Linked DNA regions of Zea mays: region 1 is linked to region 2. Evidence: chromatin contacts called from public Hi-C data. All regions are on one chromosome and are shown on one strand. The core of a region is the stretch at or near the end of the contact, and the rest is flanking DNA. Distances in the headings are between cores, read along the strand shown.

The links. Hi-C and Micro-C count contacts between places; a contact is called where the count stands out from the background.
Region 1: a contact with region 2 is called in a Hi-C map of ear, with 2.8 times the contacts expected there. The contact joins the promoter of LOC100383342 here to the promoter of LOC100277467 in region 2. A contact is called at or near these places in 3 of 25 Hi-C or Micro-C datasets (ear and leaf).

The regions. Positions count from the first base shown.
Region 1 is chr2:224,779,669-224,786,455 of Zm-B73-REFERENCE-NAM-5.0, reverse strand. LOC100383342 (D-alanine--D-alanine ligase family) reads right to left here and starts at 2,242. Exons shown (of 24, transcript XM_008672460.3): 1 at 1,724-2,242; 2 at 1,009-1,080; 3 at 395-438; 4 at 194-305. The coding sequence starts at 2,038.
Region 2 is chr2:224,642,037-224,648,896 of Zm-B73-REFERENCE-NAM-5.0, reverse strand. LOC100277467 (DUF3511 domain protein) reads left to right here and starts at 4,679. Exons shown (of 1, transcript XM_008672457.4): 1 at 4,679-5,860. The coding sequence starts at 5,401. The coding sequence ends at 5,649. It overlaps LOC103647954, which reads right to left. Exons shown (of 2, transcript NM_001346997.2): 2 at 5,819-6,860. The coding sequence ends at 5,863.

The DNA of each region.
Region 1 (6,787 bases), core at 993-3,492, 140 kb before region 2:
GAATATTTCAAAGAGATTACGAACATATGGATGTCACACCCACAAATATTAAGTTAACAGGTGAGTGTGTAAACAGCAGTCAACTAAGAACCATTCAAACACTAGCTAGTGCAATGCCAAGTGAATCATAGAATTAACGGGCATGAATTGATTTTTTTCCCTTGTAAACCAGATTTCACTGGTACTAACAAACCTGAATGCCTCCATCTTCACCAAATTTCCCATGGATCACTGGGAAGACAATGTCAACATTTGTGGCGAGATGCTCCGCGAAGTCAGATAGGGAATCAAATTCTTGGGCTAAACTGCAGAAGTGAAGCTTAAAAATGAAAAAGAAAATAAATTGGAATGATAATATTAGCAAGAAACAAGAATTGTCTATCAACAGGTTTACCTTTCAAGTTTGAAGTCAAAATCCGAAGGTGTGTTGGAATATAGCTGTGGGGCAAAACATGTGGAACAGTTATATTACTCTGACTGAATACGAGTTTGTAAAATAGCAACTAGCAACCGAAGTACATGTCTCAAACAACTTTATAAAAGATAAAAGGCTTTGTCATTTAGGTACTAGCTTCAGCAAAACAGAACATGCAATTGTTAACCAAATTCAACCAAGGGAACCTTTATCTTATTACAGTATATTGAAGTTGCTCGAATAAATGTAACTATCCCCAGTGAAGGTGCAGAAATCCATATAAGCTGAGCACCTTGGAATCGCAAAAGAAAAAGTTTGAGCTGACCACAGGGTTTTCTAAAACTAACAAAAATTGAGAAAATTCTGTTGCTAAGCTGAGCAGAGCTTGGTTCCTCGATCAGGGGGTCTCTATAAATAACACTAACAGACAAGCAACTAGGGAGAGTTGCTATAAAAAAATAGTGTGTGACCAACTCAATTAAAAAATGACACAGACAGCACAACCACCACTCACCAGAGTATATTCTGGTTATAGCATTATTATTATTATTATTATTATTAACAGCCAAGAGAATCCGAGCACGTGACGTCACCTGCGCAGGAGATATCGCGAAGGCCTTCATAGCACAGTCAATGTAGTAGCAGCAGACGACCAAATCCTCTCCCTGCATTGGACCATGAAAGGGAATACGAACGCGAGTGACGAGGCAGCACACAGGCGCGAATGGTTTCGGTGCACACTACACAGTACAGTCGGCATCAAGTTCGAAGCACTACTAGTTCCTAGCAGAAATGATGAGTGAGCTCTGTAGCTCTCTCTAAAACTCAAATGTATGCATTTCTGTTATGCAAATTAATAGAACGGGAAATTTGGATATGTATTACAACTTTTGATATATATCATTGATATCTCATTTATATGTGGGATCCACATGAGTGAATGATATGTGAAGCCAATGTTATATATCTAAAATTGTAATATTTTAATGGTATAGATCTAATTATTCTTAATAGAAATGGGGTTCTACTCTGTTAAAAAAAGAGTGGTCTGGTCATCGCAGTAGTCAGTGACCCCTTGGCCCCTGGGCGGGCGGCGCTGACCCGAATCATCAAAGCAATAAGCAACGGCACTAGTCTCACAGAAAGTGTAGCTCAAAAGTCAAAGCGGCAGCAGCTCGAATCCAACTCCCAGTAACGCGTCGCTATGTCTTCTCAAACCCGCGCGTCTCCGCGCCACGAACGGCAACGGTATCAGTATTTGAACTCAACAAGCGAGGCGAAACAGACGCGTGAGTGCGGACCGCATACCTGGATGTGATCCAGCACCGAGCGCGCGGAGTTGAGGGAGACGCCCCTCTCGCCGGAGGGCCCGCCGCAGACGAGGCCGACGCGGAGCGGCCTCCCCTGCTCCCCCGCCTCCACCCCAGCCTCCCGCTGCTCGCGATCGGACTCGGACACCGCCGCGCGGAGCGGAGCGGGGCCTCGCGCCGCGGACGTGAACCCTAGTGGCGGGGACGAGACGAGCGCGCGGAGCGGCGCGGCGAGGGCGCGGAGGTGGCGAAGGGTCGGGGAAGAGAGCCGGGCCCGGGGCAGGGGCAGGGTTTGGGGACGCGAGAGCAGCATGGTGGGGGAGCAGGGCAGGCAGGCAGGCTAGGCAGCGATCGTGCTGATGCGGCCGTGCACCGTGGAGGAGTAGCTGGTGCTGGGAGCCGACGCGGGAGTGGGAAAGCGGGAGAGCGATGTGAAGTGCGGAAGGCGTGGCAACGCCCAGGCCCATATCCCTTTTTGTAGCGGAGGAAGCGGCCGGCGCCGGCTCGTCGTCTTCCCCTGGCTGGCGATGGTGCAATGCCAAAGAGGCATTTCATGATCAACGTTATTTGTGTCATCCCGTCCAGTCTCATATTGTTGTTAATAATAATAATTTGGACGGCCGTCTCATATTTTAGTTCCGGGGCGGCAATTGCCTGTAGTACGTCGGCTTATTATGATTACGATGCCCCCTATGTTTATTGCTTGAACTTTACATCTATGGTGCATGCTAAAGTTTGTCACTATACTTTTAACTAAACTTTAGCATAACAAATTCAAAGATGAGTGTTAAAAGCTAACAATAGATGTCTGGCTTGGGTTTCTATCATATACCTCATCCGCCACTCTCAGGAAAAAGGATTCCAAAACAGCCCTTGTTACGGTTGTTGGTAGTACTCTTTCGGGTGATCAGTTGGTGGCGCAATTGCAACGTGTTGTTTCAAGTAAGTGGAATTGGGAACCTGTTGTTCATGAGCAGAACTCTTTCATTGTCACGTTTCCATCTAAGAATGAGCTACAGAGGGTCATTGCCTTTGGGGGTGCGGATGTCCGGGATAAAAATGTGCCCATGGGGACAAGGATGCAATTTCAGGAATGGCATGAGGAGGAGGAAGGTTTTCTGTTACCTAAGGTTTGGATTCGGGTCACCGGAATCAGGAAGAAATTGAGAGAATTTTTGAATCTCTGGGCCATTAGGTCTATGCTTGGGTCTACACAAACGGTTGATATGGAAACTACTCGCAAGAACAATTTTGGCCGGGTGTTGGTTGCTGTGTTGGATCCCAAGTTGTTGCCGACAAAGTTGGATGCTGTTATCGGCGACCACTACTTTGAATTAAGATTCGAGGTCGAATCAGTGGGTTTTGATGAAAACGGTGATGAAGTAAACCAGAATTTTGGGGATGGAAATGATGGCGACAATGAGAACATGGATGAAGATGATCCCAATGATAGCAGTAGCTTGGACAGAGAGGGGAAGCGCTCTAAGAAGGACCTCTCTCGCTGCCAAAATGGAAGTGACACTTCTATGGGAATGGGTGGGGCTGCCCCTGGTGGCACCTCTGCAGCCCCTGTTTTGGCACTTGAGCATGGAGTAGATACGGAGGAAAAGATCAGGAAAATGGCAAATGAAATTATGGATATAGTCGTGGATATGTCGCTTGACTTTTGTGTTGACAAAGTTCTCGCGGAGGAAGATGGCGAATACTTGGAAGGAGCAGCTGATGGCATTTCTATTGACATGGTGGCTGAATCTCCTACTGATTGTCCCATGAAGGTTGTGAATGGTGGCTCACTAGATGGTGTGTTGGTGGACAAATTGCCTGCTGCGTTTTCTGTGGTTGGAGGGGTATCTGATGATGGTGTGTGCGGTGGTGGATCTCCTTCTGAGGCCATGTTGATGGCTGATACTGAGGCCACAATGGTGGCTGCTGATCTGGTGCAGGAATCGCATCCTGGTCGGCCGCGGGAATGCCTTGCGGTTTATGCGCGCCGTGGGGCTGTCTCTGCGCCGCCTTGCTCCAGGAGGGGGCTGCAGCAGCCTGGACTTGGCGCCCTCTCATCAGATATGCTGGTGGCCGCTGCGGGGATCAAGGAGGTGGTGTCGCAGCCCACACGTTCAAGCCCAAGGCTTGCGGGCGGGGCTGATCACCACATTTTGGAGAAGGCCAAGCTGAGGGCTGCATGGAGGAATCTTGACGGTCCAGGTAAATCCATATCCTCTGGCCCTTTCTCTTTTCCTAATGATGTTATCTCTACTATGGTTAGCAATATAGGGGTATCTCTAGGCTCTAATCAAAAACAAGTTTCAGATTCAGTTTCTCTTTTAAATAGACTTGAGCTCCACAATTCTGAACCCCAATTAGATAGTAGCACGTTTTTTTCTGGCTCAGAGTTTGAACATTCTGATAATGATGAGGTGGACAAGTATGAATCTTACAATCTCACTCTTGGACACTTATGTGGTGACTTTGTGGAGGAGGTTATGGATGAGGACAGTGATCACCTAAGTTGTGATTTCCACACTGTCTTTAAGAAAAATAAATCAAAAGGCTCCTCAAGAAGCAAAGGTAGCACAAAAATAAAGTTTGTTAAGAAACATAAAAGGTGTACAAAATGAAAGGAATTTTTTGGAATAGCAGAGGTCTTGGTGACTTGGCTAAATTCAGGTTCATTTCCGATACTAGTAAAGAAGAGAAGCTAGATTTCATTGCGTTACTCGAAATAGGAAAACATGATTTCACACAAAGTACTTTGAATAATATTTGTGCTGGTCGGGACTTCTTATGGCACTGGTCGAAACCTCATGGTAGGTCCGGAGGCATCCTACTAGGTGTTAATCTGGAAGTTTTTGACATCGGTAGTATTGATGTGGGTGACTTCTATGTGAAGTTCCATCTACGAAACAAGGATGATGGCTTTAGTTGGGTTCTGGTGGCGGTCTATGGGGCTGCACAAGATGAATTCAAGGAATCTTTTCTGGCTGAACTGGTGCAAACTTGTGCCAAAGAAAACCTACCTCTTATTGTTGGTGGTGATTTCAATATCATTAGAAACCAACATGAAAAAAATAATGACAACTACAATGATAGATGGCCTTTCCTTTTTAATGCAGTCATTGATAGCTTGGATCTCCGGGAATTGGGATTGTCAAATCGGAAATTCACTTGGGCTAACTCTAGAAGTGTACCCACCTTTGAGACTCTTGACCGTATCTTGGTTACTACCGAGTGGGAGTCAAAGTATCCTTTGACAACGGTTCAAGCTTTGACGAGAGAAATTTCTGACCACACTCCACTGCTCATGAACACGGGAAGTGGAACCCACTCAAACAATCAGCCTCCTTTTAAATTTAAGCTCGGCTGGTTTCTGAGAGAAGGTTTCTCGGATATGGTGACACAGGTTTGGAAAAATGAGAATAGAGGTTGGTCCCCACTACAAAAATGGCAGTTCAAAATTCAAAGACTACGCCAATTCCTAAGGGGTTGGGCGAAAAATACCAGTGGTGCATATAAAAAAAGAGAAAGAGCAAATTATTAAGAAGGCTGATGATTTAGACAAAAAGGCCGAAACGCAGATGCTTACTGCTCAAGAACTTGACTTAAAGCAGTGTCTAAAGCAGCGTCTAGCTCACATGCTAAGAGAGGAAGAAATTAAATGGTACCAAAGAGCCAAAACAACTAAGTTGTTACAGGGTGATTGTAATACTAAGTACTTTCAGCTGGTAGCAAATGGGAAACATAGAAAAACGAGGATATTCTGGTTAGAACAAGAGAACTGCACTATTGAGGGTGATGAAAATCTTAAAAGATTTATCACTATCTATTACAAGGGCCTCTTTGGTGCATCAGAACCCAACCATTTTTCCATGGTTGAATCGGTCAGAGACGATATCCCACAGGTAACTGACCTGGAAAATGAAATTCTTACTTCACCATTTATGATGGATGAAGTCAAGAAGGCAATCTTCCATATGGAACATAATAAGGCACCAGGACCTGATGGCTTCCCAGCTGAATTTTATCAAGTCTTCTGGGACGTAATCAAAGTCGATTTACTATGCCTCTTTCTTGAGTTCCATAAGGGAAATCTGCCCCTGTACTATCTCAACTTTGGTATAATTACTTTACTCCCCAAGCAAAAAGAGGCCAAACAAATTCAACAATTTAGACCTATATGCCTGCTTAATGTGAGCTTTAAGATTTTCACCAAGGTAATGACGAACCGTGTGGCTCTAGTAGCACAGAAAGTCATTAAGCCTTCTCAAACTGCTTTCATGTCAGGAAGAAACATTATGGAGGGAGTCATTATTTTACACGAGACGATCCACGAGTTACACAGGAAGAAGCTTGATGGCGTCGTACTAAAACTCGACTTTGAGAAGGCCTATGACAAGGTCAATTGGTCCTTTCTCCAACAAGCTTTGCGCATGAAAGGCTTTTCCCCCAGTGGTGCAATTGGATCAGCCAAATTGTCAAGGAAGGTAGTGTCGGTATCAAAGTCAATGACGACATAGGCCACTACTTTCAAACAAAGAAAGGACTTAGACAAGGGGATCCTCTGTCTCCGATCCTCTTTAATATCGTTGCGGACATGTTGGCTATTTCAATTGAGAGAGCAAAGAATAATGTTGACCTAGTAGGATTAGTACCACACTTAGTGGATGGAGGACTCTCTATACTTCAATATGCTGATGATACTATCCTATTTATGGAACATGACCTCGATAAGGCCAAAAATCTTAAACTAGTGTTAAGTACTTTTGAGCAGCTATCGGGTCTTAAAATAAACTTCCATAAGAGCGAGCTATATTGCTATGGAGAGGCTAAAGATTTTGAGCATGAATATGCAAATCTTTTTGGGTGCAATTCTGGTTGTGTTCCCTTTAAATACCTTGGAATCCCCATGCACCATAGGAAGTTATCAAACAACGACTGGAAGATAATTGAGGAAAAATTTTAGAAAAAACTCAGTAGTTGGAAAGGAAAATTGTTGTCAGTAGGGGGTAGGCTAGTTCTGATTAATTCTGTGCTTACTAGCCTTGCCATGTATATGTTGTCTTTC
Region 2 (6,860 bases), core at 3,430-5,929:
GCCATGAGGCACTTGTGGCCGACGTTGGGGAAGAGAAGTCCCTTGGTGACGGCGATGTTGGCGGCGTCCTCGTCGTCGGAGGAGTCGCTAGAGCTTTCGTCGGAGTCCCACTCCCGACAAACATGGGCATCGCCGCCCTTCTTCTTGTAGTATCTCTTCTTCTCCTTTCTTCTCCCCTTCTTGTCGTCGCCCCTGTCACTGTCACTAGATATAGGACATTTTGCAATAAAATGACCGGGCTTACCACATTTGTAACACACTTTCTTGGAGCGAGGTTTGTAGTCTTTCCCCCTCCTTTGTTTGAGGATTTGGCGGAAGCTCTTGATGACGAGCGCCATTTCCTCATTGTCGAGCTTGGAGGCGTCGATTGGTTGTCTATTTGGTGTAGACTCCTCCTTCTTCTCCTCCGTCGCCTTAAATGCAACCGGTTGAGCTTCGGACGTGGAGGGACCGTCAAGCTCGTTGATCTTCCGTGAGCCCTTAATCATAAATTCAAAGCTCACAAAATTCCCGATTACTTCCTCGAGAGTCATTAGTGTATATCTAGAATTACCACGAATTAATTGTACTTGAGTAGGGTTAAGGAAAATAAGAGATCTTAGAATAACCTTAACCACTTTGTGGTCATCCCACTTTTTGCTCCCAAGGTTGCGCACTTGGTTCACCAAGGTTTTGAGCCGGTTGTACATATCTTGTGGCTCCTCCCCTTGGCGAAGACGGAAGCGACTGAGCTCCCCCTCGATCGTTTCCCGCTTGGTGATCTTGGTGAGTTCATCACCCTCTTGCGTCGTCTTGAGCACGTCCCAAACTTCCTTGGCGCTTTTTAGTCCTTGCACCTTGTTGTACTCCTCCTTACTTAGAGAGGCGAGGAGTATGGTTGTGGCTTGGGAGTTGAAGTGCTCGATTTGGGCCACCTCGTCCTCATCATAATCCTCATCCCCTACGGATGGTACCTGTGCTCCAAACTCAACAACATTCCATATACTTTTGTGGAGTGAGGTTAGATGAAATTTCATTAAATCACTCCACCTAGCATAATCTTCACCGTCAAAGGTTGGTGGTTTGCCTAATGGAACGGAAAGTAATGGAGTATGTCTAGAGGTACGAGGATAATGTAAGGGGATCTTACTAAACTTCTTGCGCTCATGGCGCTTAGAAGTTATGGAGGGTGCGTCGGAGCCGGAGGTAGATGGCGATGAAGTGTCGGTCTCGTAGTAGACCACCTTCCTCATCTTCTTTATCTTGTCGCCACTCTGATGCGACTTGTGGGAGGAAGTCTTCTTCTCCTTCTTCTTTTCCTTCCTCCTTTCCTTGTTGCGGGACTCTCCCGATAGAGCTTTCTCGTTGCTTGTAGTGGGCTTTTCGCCGGTATCCATCTCCTTCTTGGCGAGATCTCCCGACATCACTTCGAGCGGTTAGGCTCTAATGAAGCACCGGGTTCTGATACTAATTGAAAGTTGCCTAGAGGGGGGGGTGAATAGGGCGAAACTGAAATTCTCAAAAATAATAACAACTACAAGCCGGGTTAGCGTTAGAAATATAATTGAGTCCGCGAGAGAGAGGGTGCAAAACAAATCTCAAGCAAATAAAGAGTGTGACACGCGGATTTGTTTTACCGAGGTTCGGTTCTCGCAAACCTACTCCCCGTTGAGGTGGTCACAAAGACCGGGTCTCTTTCAACCCTTTCCCTCTCTCAAATGGTCCCTCGGACCGAGTGAGCTTTCTCTTCTCAAATGCTTGGAACACAAAGTTCCCACAAGGACCACCATAAGATTGGAGTCTCTTGCCTCAATTACAAGTGAGTTTGATCGCAATGAAGAATCAAAGAAAGAAGAAAGCAATCCAAGCGCAAGAGCTCGAAAGAACACAAGCAAATCTCTCTCTCTAATCACTAGGGCGTTGTGTGGAGTTTGGAGAGGATTTGATCACTTGGGTGTGTCTAGAATTGAATGCTAGAGCTCTTGTAAGTAGTTGAAGTGGGAAAACTTGGATGACTTGAATGTGGGGTGGTTGGGGGTATTTATAGCCCCAACCACCAAACTAGTCGTTTGGTGGTGGCTGACTGTCGTATGGTGCATCGGACAGTCCGGTGCACACCGGACATGTCCGGTGCGCCAGCCACGTCACCAAGGCCGTTGGGTTCCGACCGTTGGAGCTCTGTCTTCTAGGCCCACCTGGATGTCCGGTGGCACACCGGACATGTACTGTAGAGTGTCCGGTGTGCCAGCGCGCGCGTCTCTGACTTCTGCGCGCTCTGGCGCGCATTTAATGCTTCTGCAGGTGACCGTTGGTGCGAAGTAGCCGTTGCTCTGCTAGCTCACCGGACAGTCCGGTGTACACCGGACAGTCCGGTGAATTATAGCGGAGCAATTTCCCGAAGCTGGCGAGTTCCAGAGCCGCTCTTCCCTGGGGCACCGGACACTATCCGGTGTACACCGGACAGTCCGGTGAATTATAGTGGAGCGCCTCTGGATTTTCTCGAAGGTGATGAGTTTGACTTGGAGTCCTCTGGTGCACCGGACACTATCCGGTGGCACACCGGATAGTCCGGTGTGCCAGACCAGAGGTGCCTTCGGTTATCCCTTGCTCTCTTTGTTGAACCCCATACTTGGTCTTTTTATTGGCTAAGTGCGAACCTTTGACACTTGTATAACTTATACACTAGAGCAAACTAGTTAGTCCAATTATTTGTGTTGGGCAATTCAACCACCAAAATCATTTAGGAAATAGGTGTAAGCCTAATTCCCTTTCAGTTCAGACTCCTACTTCTGGGTCTCGTAGCCCATATGGTGTCATCTGCTAGGTCGTGCGCCTTCATACCCCTGGTATGGCGTCGTGTCTTGTCCGTTCGCCATATGAGTTCCTGTAGCTATTCTGATATAGATATAGCAGTGTTTGGTGGGTCCTACCGAGTCAGCTCGAGGTGGGATTTAGGGGTGTCTTCGGTACAACTTCATCTTCTGTCATCCCCTTAGTGTCACCTTTCATAATGCACAGGTGTATGCCTGGTACGACATATTTCTCTATCCCCTCTAGTGTATGGGTCACTGTAGAGACCCTGATGCTGAGGTCCCTTTGGTTGGCGTTGAATGGACCCACTGGCCAGCGGGGATACGTATCCGGCGTCGTGCTTGATAGAGACCCTTCTTTACTACTCCCATGGTCTGGACACAACTTGATGATGATATGTATCATTGTACCGTTGTGGCTTGATAGTACTAGGTCTGCTCTTCCCCTGCAGAGGTGTTCGTTTGAGAGCCGGTTGTCATCTTACTAGGTTTCTCGGCAGGCAGGTTGGTTGGCAGCCCCACCTCGCTGGGTTGCTCGGCAGGCAGGTTGACGACAACCCAGCCTCGTTGGTTGCTCGGTAGGCAGGTTGATCGGTAGCCCCGCCTCGCTGAGTTGCTCGATAGTGTTGCTCGGCAGGTAGGTTGGTCGGCAATTTCGACCCGCCAGGTTGTTCGGCTGGTGGGTCGGTCGGTTAGTGGGCCATCTTTGGGGGTCTTTTGGGCCTTCTTTGGGTACCCGTTCTCAGGTACCCGACATATGGAGTAATGAAACATGCTTATATATAAATGTAGATAGGTTCAACATAAAGAGTGAGAGAATAATTATTACAAACCAAGTTTAGAATGCACAGAGCGCTATCCTAACTCTAATATTTCTCATCTCACACATCTAAGAATGCTGAGAACGTCCATGACAATAGAAAGAAATTGAACCCTTTCCCATCGTCAACACTTATCCTCTTTGGCACCAAGCACCAAAAAGGAAAAAGAAGAGGAAATAAGAAGTGAATCATCCTCAACCCCTACCGTGTCCCATGGAATGTCGTCTCCTCCCTGTGCACCACCACCATCACCATCACCATCATCGACATCATCCGAAACAACTGCGTGACCGTCTTTGTGAGAAGTAGAAGTGTAACTAGAGAATCCTGTCGGCCAATGGATATATCACTGTAAGCAGGAGGAGGAGCCTCGAGAGGAGGTAGGACAGAGCGTTTATGCAGCTCACGAATCTCAAGCCATGCCTCATAGGTCACGTTGGTTGTATATTAACATGTCCCAAAAATGGCACTTAGCTAATGTGGAAGCTTGCTCTTCTTCCTATGAGAAGAGGAAGAAGGGCAGGAGGACACAGGTTAGTCGCTGGCAAAAGAACTGAGAGGACGATCACCTCCAAACGATGCCCTAGGGCAACCACTAGTAGAAGATGTTGGCTAGGGTCAACATAGGTAGAGGAGTGAGTCCTTTCTACTCTGAAAGTCTCATGTAGACCATCATGTGGAAAGATAAATCCTATCACCCGCTCATTGATAAACATTACATGAGGCGCATAGGGAACGTCTTGTGGGAATCCTCGATCACAAACTGTAACTCATTCCAGATGAAATGAGAGACCAAGAAGGGAGCGCCACTAGGACCAAACCTTGCCATAAGATTTCTTGCATATCCATAGAGATTGGAAATTGATCCTACCCATAGGGATTGCAAGTTGATCCTATCTTGGGGTTGATGTTCTAGAGGAAAAGGTTGTAGAACATATAAGGGCTTTAGATCTCTCACAAGAGCATCAACTGTTGTGGGGTTGACATACACGAAGGTGATTTCACGTTCAATCAGATTCCTTTTATCATGAAACTTAGCAAAACACATGTCCATCGAAATGAAGCCCAACAAACGAACAAAAGTGATAAAGTCAAGCCTATAGTGCCTGCCTTCTGTCATCCAGTGAAGTATGTCTGTCATATTGCACCAATAGTAGGTGGAGATGAACTGGTGCAAGATATTTGTGCTCCAATTGTTAAGAATATTTATCAGGGTACTAAAAATACATCAACTAATAAAGACCATGACAAGTGGGTCTGTGAGCTCGACTACGCTATCCAGGGACTCGCCCCACATGTTAGAGAGACACTTGGCTCGTCAAAAAAAAATCAAAGATGCAGGATCTTATCAGATTTGTAGATATCTATGTAATAAGATAGTCTGGATGGTAAAGGAAACATGTCTATAAACCGTCCTCTTCTTGGATTATAAAAAGGATAGATGAGTCCTCTTCTTGGATTATAAAAGGATAGATGAGTCATCTACTAGATTATAAGATAATATCCAGCAGATCGTGTATATGGTTGTGTAAAATAATATTTTGTAGTACAATATGCATTGTTCATATATTGAAGTTTGGAGAATGGATTGTGTGGTGATGGATGATGAATGGATTGTGTGCAAAGCATAGGATGCTCCTACTGCCGCTGCCGGACAAGAATCCCTGAGCTCCATTTATTCCTCCTTGCAGCAGCAAAGCAAGCATCGTCAGCCTGCCTCGCGTCTCGTCGACCATCCAAATCCACTCCCTTCTCTAGTCCAAGGAGCTCAGGAGGTCGAGGAAGAAGGAATGGCGCCGTCGTACCGGCCCTACCACGTCGCCGGCGAGGATCAGCAGCGTAAGGTGAAGGCGGGTGGGAAGTGGTTGGCCGCGTGGAGCGTGCTGGGTGTTGGCGGCGACCCGGCGGAGATGAAGCGGCGGAGGCGGGTGGCCAGCTACAAGGCGTACGCGGTGGAAGGCAAGGTGAAGGCGTCCATCCGCCGGGGCATCCGATGGGTCAAGGCCAAGTGCGACCGCATCGCCGCCATTCACAACTAGCTAGTAGAGCAGAGCTGAGCTGAGCATGTCGTCGGTTCCTTTCCTTGTGCGCTTGCATTGCATTGCATTGTGTTTTTACCTGTTCAGGATCCATTTCCATTTACCAGCTTCTTGTTGTTGTTGTTGTTGTTGTTGTCACATGTATGTGCATGATCCATTCTGAACCCGGTTTTAATCCGAAACAAATCAGCCACTAGAGCAAAGTTCATCATATCAGCAGCTCATTGCCTCGCAATTCACCGGAATCGGACGGTCGAACCCGCCTCGGGACAGCAGGGTGCCCACCACCGCCATGTCGCGGCAGAACACGCCATGGAACGGCGGGATCAATGGTGGTGTGGCTGCAGTCGCCATAGGCATGTTGCCACCGTTTGCAGTGGCACTCCCTTGCACTGTTGCCACCACCTCTTTTTCTTCTTCCTCCGGCCCTGCCGTGGCAGCGGCGTCCTTGCCTCTCTCCTCCAGCACCGCCGACATGATGAACGAGTAGCCCTTCTGCAGCATCCGGTACAGAAACAGCGCCGACATGCGCGCCTGGTCGCGCACCGCCTCCAGGTCCCGGTGCTCGTCCACGAGCTCCATCCTCTCCGCGAACGACACCGACCGCTCGGGCTTCAGCTTCAGCGTCAGCACCAGGTGCGCGCGCTCCAGCTCCGACCGCGTGCACCCGCGCCGCACCCCGAGGAGTGCGTAGTAGTCGACGCCGGCGGCGACGCGGCCGCGGAGCTGCTGGATGCGCGCGGTGAGCGTGCGGTGCGCGCCCGCGATCTCCGCGAACCGGATGCCGCCCTGCGGGCGCCAGCACGGGCCTGGCAGCTTGCCGTCCCGGAGCGCGGCGTCGTACAGGAGCTTCAGGTGGTCGAGGTCCCGGAGGCAGTCCGGAAGCGCCCCGACCGACTCCAGCACGTCGGCACGCGCGCGCAGCGCTGGGATATAGGCCGGGTCCAGCGCCAGCGCGCGGTTGCAGTCCGCGATGGCGTCCGCGGGGCGCCCCGCCGAGCGGAACGCCGCGGCGCGGCCCACGAGGCAGGCCGTGGCGAAGGGGTGCGGCAGCACGCTGCGGCGCGTGTCGAGCACCTTGTTGAAATGGCGCACGGCCTCGCCGGGGAAGCCGGCGTCCAGCGCCGCCACCGCGGCGGCGCGGCGGCGGAGGAGCAGCTTCACGTGCGCCAGCAGCTGCGACACGGACTCCGCCCTTGTATTGGCGGGCG